Linked DNA regions of Drosophila melanogaster: all the other regions are linked to region 1. Evidence: chromatin contacts called from public Hi-C and targeted proximity ligation data. All regions are on one chromosome and are shown on one strand. The core of a region is the stretch at or near the end of the contact, and the rest is flanking DNA. Distances in the headings are between cores, read along the strand shown.

Region 1 (2,848 bases), core at 229-2,728:
CTCCATGGCCAATGCCAAGTAACTTTGGCAGACGGAACTCTATTTTTTTTTTTTGCGCACCAACTGCAGAAACTGGAGATGAAGAAGCAGCAAAGAAACACAAAATAACTTCACTTCACGGCCAGCAGAGCAGAGCCCCACGCGCATTTGTTGCATTTACAGGAGAGCGTGAGAGCTATAAATAAATGGGAGTCGGAATCTGGGACCTATCCCCCGCCCACCCACTGCCCCGCCCACATCGGCATTATTGCATTTCTGATTGCTGCACTGCACAAGTTCTTAGCCGCCATGGCATTGAAATATTCCTATGAAAATGATGCACTTTTATGCGAACCGAGAAAAAAACAGAGAGACAGAGACAGAGAAAGAGAGGGAGGGCGAAAGTTCAATGACCTTTGACTGCGAGTATCGGTATCGGTATCAGACGAAGAAGAGGAGCACCGAGCGGGGTCCAAAGCTTTGGATTGTTATGGCTTTAATGGTATGGTGTTTAAAATATAGAATGAGCACTTGTGATTCGCAACAAAAACAAGCTTCGGTGATCGAATCGATCGGAAAGCTCTCCGTAGGCTCTAAAAACAGGTTTAATGTGGTTCTTGGCAGGAGGAACCTACATATGTATGTATGTATGTGTATAATACTCACCGATCGGTATCGTGGACTGGAAAACGACGCAGATCATTGGGCTTTACATCCTGGCAACCCATCAGACAAATCCTGGAGGAAGGTGGCAATACTGGTTCCGGCCCATTCGCGCTAGGATTTAGCGACACAGCCTGGCAAATCCGAAGAGTGGTTATCGTATTCGTCATCTATCAAATATTATTTTAAAATTGGATAAAATCACTCATTTTAATTTAAGGTTATTGCTTCTTTTATCATTTTATTAATAAGCTCTAGTTTAGAAAACCATTAAAATAAGTACATACATATATCTTATTTATTTTCTTATTTTCTTTCTTGGAATAAAAGAAAACCTAGAGTGACCCCAAGAACTTTCGCTCTGGCGAATAAAAGCTTGCTTTGCTGCACGTAGAAAAGCACCAATAAGATGCACATCCACGGAAAAGCTTTTTTGGATAACTTGTGCTTGCCTTTCAAAGCCGCGTGGTCTTACCTTTTACAAAATACTTTGAAATTAAATATAAACATATGTACCCCACATCGCCATTATTTACCTATGCTTATCTTAGGAAAACAGATACATATGTACATAATGAACTCACCTGTCACACAAAGTCTCCTTTTCTCTGACCGGCAGTTCTGAGTTTAATAACCCCACGGCAAGAACTCTAGGTGAAAGCTTTCGGTTACGGAACTTTGAATACAATTGGCGCCGGTTTAAGCGATCGCAGCTAGATACGATTAAATGAAAAGGGCATCTATCTTCTAATTAGCGGTATGCTATGCGGCTCCGATTACGATTCTGTTACGTTCTGCATTCTATACTGCGCTACGTCACTCGTGGGAGCAGACTGTCGAAAGCTCCGCCTGCGTCACGCGAAGGCACCGCGCGAAGCTCGGTTTGGAGAGCGTCTCTCCAGCTTTGTCGAGCTTTGTGCCCATGCGTGCGAGATCTTCGCCGGAAAGCTCTGACAAATTCGGAATCAGGCTGAGATTTCAATCGCGCACAGTAAAAACTACCATTGAAGGACATTAAAAAATAGGTATTTCTTTTATGATTTATTATTTTAATGAGTCATATTTAAAATAATAGTGTTTTAAAGAATAAAGTACTGCGCAATGAATATGTATCAAATCGAAGAAAATAATACTTCAACTACTACTTAATAATATGATGTCTGCGCACCTTTCAATTACGCACCTTGTAGTTGATTGTATATAATATATTAATTGTACATTGCAATACTTAAATACCACTTAACTCTAGTTTTATATGCTTTTCGAGAAATTAGCATTTAGATAGCATTTTTGCTTATCAATTATCAATTTGTAGTGTCATAAATTTGCAACATAGCTAAGCCGCCAACTTTTCCATCCCATAATTAATTAAAAGTGTTAAAAGCTTTCCATAAATAAAGATACCAACAGCTGCAGGTGTTGCTTTGGGGCGTGCGTTCAAATGATTTTTGTACATTAATTACGGCCGCACAATTCGCGATTGGCAGCCTTCATTTGGATATTTAAAAGCCAATCAATTGGCGGTTCGACGAAGTCATAAATTTCAATGGGCGCTCATCAGACGAAGGAGGCAAGCCCCTCGAAAAAAAACAGGGGCGTCGAGCCGCAGATAAGCATCCACTTGTCACATCACTCATATTTCCAAGACGTCAATTTGCATTGTCTGTGGAAATTGCAGCCTGCAGCTTGCAGCTTCTTGCTGTCACATGCCAATTGACCCATTCGCCTGTTATGGCCAGGCCAGCCTCAATTTCTCAAGTGCTAAAGCAAATAAAACTTTAATGGCTAGTTTTACACTAGCCAAATTGTCAATTGTCGTGGCCAGTTGATTGCGTTTTACGACCGACAAACAGCAGCATAATTACGGATGGACCTGCACTGTTTTTTCCCAAGAACAATTGTGAAAACACAAACTACTGAGTGGGCCGCATTCGAAAACGCGCTCAGTCAGCATTTTAATTTCTGTCTGATTGAGCCGAATGACTCGAGCTGGCGATGAATGTAGAAGTAGAAGTGTTTGCAGGCGATGCCAGACGGCGATAATTCCCAAGGGGGCCAGGCTTGATCATCGCCTGTGTGGTCTCGCTGTATCTGTCGGTCTGCCCGACAGCCGGGGGCAATCGTTAACTGGCAGCCGATTATGTGATTGGAATATTGACAATTAGGCGGTTACAAATTGATTTACTTGTAATTTTTCTGGCGCCCC
Region 2 (2,848 bases), core at 164-2,663, 120 kb before region 1:
GCGTTTTTACATAATTAAGGGTATATAAACAAGAAAGAGATACGAAGAGAGCAAGAATGATGTGCAAAGAAAGCATATTTCTGCGATTGTATTTCCGCTTGGAACACTTTTATAGCCTCATTATCTCGTGTTTGTGTTACTTGTACGATACGAGTGGGTCTGAATGTGGATGGTAAGGAGCAGAGAACCAGAACAGATTAAACCTACTTATTGTGCGTTATCAAATTTAAGGGAGAATCAGAAACGCCCGTATGATTCAGTGAATAGTATAAATTAGTCAATGGTATCACAGTGAATTTTCCTGGCTATAAACTATCAATGGACTGCTATTGAAACTTAAGACTATTCCCATTCCGAGTGATCTGGTTACTTCTCAGTGGGACAAGATGAAAGAGGGCTTTTGTGGATGGACTATTACCTTCTCCGACATGACCATGTTGTTGTCCTCGGTACCGTAGACAGTTTCAGCTCCGGACTGTGGTCCTCCATTGTTGAGCAGTGCATCATCGTTGTCCATCATGATGAATGGTGTTTGGGTGGATCGGAGGATCTCTTTATTTATAAAGGAGGTGTGCTCTCTACTCTTTAGGAAGGGCGAGGGGCGGTAGGGTGCTGCACTTGACTGCTGTTGATGGGTCGTACGTCACGCGTTAACCGTTATGCAGGCAATGGCTTTTCAACCCCACCAGAATAACAACACGGTAGATGGGGAAGAAAAGAGGGAGAAAAAGAGAGAGAGACTCCCACACACACGCACACACCACACACAGACACTTGACTTTTTGATGATTTGTGAGATTATATTTATATTTTGAACAGATCTCTAGTATATTTAAATAAACTGCACTTTAGCTGGCTTCTGCGTGTCACTTATTATTTGCGTTTTCGTTTTGCGCCCCTCTTTCTTCTCTTTCACATCCATTCACAATATTTGATTGACTAGATTTCATCGTTTTTCGCGTTTGCTTTTCGATGTATTTTCAGCAATGTTACTCGCGAATTTCACTGCCGACGCCTTCGCGGCCATCCGTTGCTTACGATTGAGCACTAAATTTAAGCGAATCAGTGGTTTTTCACACCATTTTTGCAATAAATATTGAAACACTTTGCAGCGCAGCTACGATGTGTGGGTGGGTGTGAACGTGTTACCCTGAAAATACCGATCACCTTGCATTGGCGAAGTGGTATTTTTAACTAGGTGTTTTACGGTCGCACTTAAGTAATGTTTAGCAAATTATTACACCGTAACTTACTAAAATTAATTATATTTATTTCTAATATTTTCGATTTATGTAAAGTTTAAATTTAGAAAGGCCCTTGTTTGAAAAACCGTCAGCAAATATTTGAAAAATACTAAGACATTCACAATGGGGTGTTCAGCTGTTGAGCTATTCGTTATCGAATAGTTTTGGCTTGTTGGTTTGGTATTTTTTCGATAGCTTCAACGTCACGCCGTCCAGTTGCTGTTGTTGTTTTTAATAATTTCGCCTGGATTTCCATTTGTTTAAATAAAAAATGGTTTTTGTAAAGAACTGGGATGATTTCGAGATTGCCGTCGAGAACATGTACTTGGCCAATCCACAGAACTGTCGACTTACCATGAAATACGCGCACTCCAAGGGCCACATTCTGCTAAAAATGACGGACAACGTTAAGGTTTGCACCCAATTCCATTATCAGTGCAAAACACATTTTTAAATTTTTACTTCATTAAACCACAGTGTGTGCAGTACAAAGCGGAGAACATGCCGGATCTCAGAAAAATCGAGAAGATCACCAGCAACTTGGTGGGACACATGGCGTCCAAGGAATAGAACGCAGAAAAACAGAAACTTTTTGGCCACGGCGACACTTCTGCCCAGGAACAACAACAAAGATCATAGCACATGCATGAGCATATGAATCGGCCACGAATGTTGTTGTTGCTTCGCCGGAGCAGGTGTGTGCTTGTGTGTGTGCCATCAACACCCGCATTGAATTTAGTTTTTAAGCACCAAAAAAGCCGCCGAGTTTTTGACATTCGAATGTGGCGATCAGAGTAGCTGCTGCATTTAGCCTGCTTTTAAACGACATTTTATAAATGTCTGCTCTGTACACGTTGCGAATGAACTGCGGATGGAATCATCATCATCATTACTTCTCTTCTGGTGGTCCAAATCCCCATCTGCAGGCAGCGGCGGCGGTGCAAAATGTTTTTCATAATGTTAACCATACGGTTTTGTATTTATCGTAAGAGTCAATCGGTCTTTCAACACATTTCCATGAAACGATTAGCATGAAATAAATCAAGGGAGAACTGAAAAATGCAACGAGACTAATCAATCTTTTGGTGTTTTTATCATTAATTTGGTTTAAAAACCCCATTTTATATATATCTAGATCAATCAATCTATTCCAAAATTAAGTTTCCAATAGGTAATGCAACCAAACCTGCCATATTTTTCACATAAAAGAATATTTTATTCGTTCTAAGTATTACTCATGTTACCTGAAATGGATGTAATTTCTTTCGGAGCATATCAAAAGAATTTATTAATATTTCCAGCACAAGAAGAGGGAGTAGTTGGCATTCGGAGACGTTTTCCGAAGAACTCTTAATTGCCTAACCATTAAAGCGATTAAACAGCCCGAGCAAACAGTTAACAAGCCACCTGAAAGCAGGAGGAGGAACCGAAGAACCACCGATGGGAACTGGAAATGGACAGCGGAATGGGATGCTGGCTCACTTAATAATCCGAGAGCAAATATTGGTTATTTGCCTGCGAGAGGCACTCGAGTTTATTTGCCGCAGGAGATTGACAGCAGCCCGCCGCAAAAGATTGATGGAACGACTGGAACCGCTGGCCAC
Region 3 (2,848 bases), core at 180-2,679, 80 kb before region 1:
TGCTCGGCTTGGTTCCATCCGCTGTCATCACCATGACCAAGACGCCCGCATAAATCTTTCCTACAAACTGGATATATTTGAATCCGGGTAATCTCTCCCATAAACTAGAACCTAAATACGAAAAAAACGCGGCGCGAAATATACCCCCCCCCCCCCAAAAAAAAAAAAAAAAAACAAGAAAAACAATTAATGTACGGTTTTATATATATATTAAACACAACAATCTCAAATACAAGTAAAGTTTTAGAGGATCTTTGAGGGCAATTATTAAATTTCTATTGAAAAGCGATGCTAACTTTCCAATAAACTTTTTTCCTTAAATTACAATAGGATTCAATTTCTATGGCTAATGATTGGTCCTGTAGTTCCTACATGAAGGGCTTCACAAAGTTCTTGATCTTCTTAACGCTTCGCTCGGCGGGTCGAATGTTGAGGTGCTGCCCGAATATGGTGAACTCCATGTTGCCCACTTTCATACCAAAGACGCACTCGCTCTTGGGTATTGTGCGCAGCCGATGGTCCTTGCCGAGCAGTTTCAGCACGTTCTTGGTGTCCATGACGCAGATGCCAGCCAAATTTTCCAGGGTGGAGCACTTGGACTGCAGCACCTTCATCTTGGCACCGTGCAAGTCCAGTTTCACCAACTTGCGGCTGAACTCGTCGTAGCGAGCATCGTGCACCTGGGGCACCTCGTCACCTTCCCTCAGCTCCAGATGCTCGCGTACATAGCCCTTCCACAGGTGGTGCAGTGGCAGTGCCTCCTCGTACTTCATCTGCTTGGTGGGAAGAGTGTTCAAACCAAGTGCCGCATATTCCCGGCGACTCAGCGTACTGGATTTGTGGGCGCGACGTTTTCGGGAGTGCTGCTTCTTGATCTTGGTGCCCTCCAGCATTGTGATGTGATCCGGATTGATGTTAACATTGCAACGCTGGTGCGGAATCACCAGATCTGAGATAAATTCCCTCAATTCACTTGTCGCGTGTTCCATTGCGTTGTTATTTAGTTTTATTTATTTGGTGATCAACAATATATCGATAGGCGCGGAACTCTATCGATGGAAGAAAAGGCGATATATTAATATTATTTTTTCAGATGCATAGCTGCATGTGCACTTCGTATAATACAAGCTAAATAATAATTATTGCTATTAATTATTAGAAACTGTATGTACCTGCAATTTTTCATATTCAACGCTGCAATTTAAAAATAACGTACATTCGGGGCAATCTGGCGTTGCCATCCTGCTTTTGCATTTGAAATGTCATAAAATACAAAAAATACCAACGAAATAGAGATGGAAATAGATATAGTGCGGGCACTCTAAAAACATCGATAGCCAAACCTTGAATTAATATACGAGTGGAAAACATCGGACCTATCGATGTTTCTATCGGTGGCCGACCACCTCTAGCAACGCCGAACATATGTTTCAAGTCTCTCTCAACTTTCGAACGGAGCGGAACGTCGAGCGCACGAATTCGGAATTATCGTTGAAACAAACGTCGCCGCGTGTGATCGAAAATCCAAGTTAGGCTCATTCGTTGGGAAGCTGCGAGGTAATCAAACGCCAACCGACGACCAACATCCGCCCGCCCCCCTTTTAGCCACGCCCCGCGGCCCGTGTGATAACAAAGATAATGCAATAAAGGGCAACCGTAGAAAAAAAGCTGTGAGAGAGCCAAGAAACGTGACCCAGGCAAAATTTTGTTTGTTTGTCTGGCTCTGCATATACATGTACATAGTTTAAACGTGCGTGCGATTGTGTATGCGCGTGTGTGTGAGCAGCCGTCGCGTTAGTAGTAGTAACACGCCAAACAACAAAAAATTCATCTCGCGTTATTTACAATAATAATTAAACAAAATTACAAAATTGTTTCCGTCTCGCCCGCTAGTTCACTCTCTCTCACACACACACGCACGAATATTACCCCCGGCGCGTTTTACTTCCATCTCGCTCCCACAAAGGCGGAAGAGTTAAACACAAAAAAAAAAGAAAAATAGAAAAGAAATTATAAACGAAAAACTGCCACCGCCGCTGCTCAATAATTTGTGCATTTTTTAAGGTAATTTAAAGTGAAATGGAATGTCTTGTTTGCATAGGTTAGGTTTAATTAGTCCGGAAAGCTAAGCGAAACCCTGGGAAATATTACATATCCCCGGGCGAATTTCTTTTGTCCCGTTACTTTTCGATTTTCATGCGAGCGTTTTTTGATTGCGTTCATTTTCTGGCGACTTGGGGGTGCTCGCCATTGTTTGGTTTTCAACATTTGTAAATTTGCATGAAAAGTCGGATTTTAAGTGATTTTTGTGTCTTTTGAGCGGCTTTTTGCGCAGGCAGCGCAGTCCGAAAATCACTCAGAATCGCACTCACATGCGCACACACTTACAATTGTAATACACGGACGCGCCCCGGTCGCGACAGCTAACGGCACTTTTCATGTCCTCTCGCGCGCTCTCTCTCACTGTTCTCCTCTCTTCTTTCTTTTTGATTCCTGTGCAGCATCATTTGCCACCAAAAATTCGAAAAGCAAACAAAAGTAACGACAATTAAAGTACAGTGAATAATACCAAAACCGGATTAAATTAAATCTAGCTTTTACAGAATATACAAAATATTGAGCCTAGTGGTAACTAGTAACTAGTGGTCGAATAGGAAATCAATTCTCAATAGTTTTCTTGCGTACTGTGAAAATAAATCAAGATTGTAAATTCTGTTAGCAACGTTTAAATTATTCACAATTCAACTGTCTACAAATGATTATTTATCCACTTCACTCCGCAGTTTCATCACAATGTCCTCAAATCTAATTTAAATAAGTAAGAAGTGTAACAAGCGACACGCAGCGA

What was found. Hi-C and Micro-C count contacts between places; a contact is called where the count stands out from the background.
Region 2: a contact with region 1 is called in a targeted proximity ligation map of the Kc167 cell line, with 2.9 times the contacts expected there. A contact is called at or near these places in 1 of 107 Hi-C or Micro-C datasets (wing imaginal disc) and 1 of 7 datasets of targeted methods (the Kc167 cell line).
Region 3: a Hi-C map of the Kc167 cell line shows a contact between it and region 1, with 2.6 times the contacts expected there. A contact is called at or near these places in 31 of 107 Hi-C or Micro-C datasets (the Clone 8 cell line, the D17-c3 cell line, the Kc167 cell line and 14 more) and 5 of 7 datasets of targeted methods (the Kc167 cell line and the S2 cell line).

What each region holds. Positions count from the first base shown.
Region 1 is chr3L:8,057,235-8,060,082 of dm6, forward strand. It overlaps bip1 (bip1,), which reads right to left and starts at 1,479. Exons shown (of 4, transcript NM_139912.5): 1 at 1,227-1,479; 2 at 646-812. The coding sequence starts at 812. It also overlaps asRNA:CR45868.
Region 2 is chr3L:7,934,960-7,937,807 of dm6, forward strand. It overlaps Srp9 (Signal recognition particle 9), which reads left to right and starts at 1,414. Exons shown (of 2, transcript NM_139906.3): 1 at 1,414-1,656; 2 at 1,722-2,299. The coding sequence starts at 1,516. The coding sequence ends at 1,814. It overlaps syd (sunday driver), which reads right to left and starts at 1,161. Exons shown (of 14, transcript NM_001300046.1): 1 at 419-1,161. The coding sequence starts at 520.
Region 3 is chr3L:7,977,617-7,980,464 of dm6, forward strand. It overlaps nmo (nemo), which reads left to right and starts at 1,430. Exons shown (of 9, transcript NM_001274626.1): 1 at 1,430-1,557; 2 at 1,894-2,064; 3 at 2,784-2,848. It overlaps CG8209, which reads left to right. Exons shown (of 3, transcript NM_139910.4): 3 at 1-233. The coding sequence ends at 53. Pop4 (POP4 ribonuclease P/MRP subunit) reads right to left here and starts at 1,034. Exons shown (of 1, transcript NM_139911.3): 1 at 189-1,034. The coding sequence starts at 989. The coding sequence ends at 369.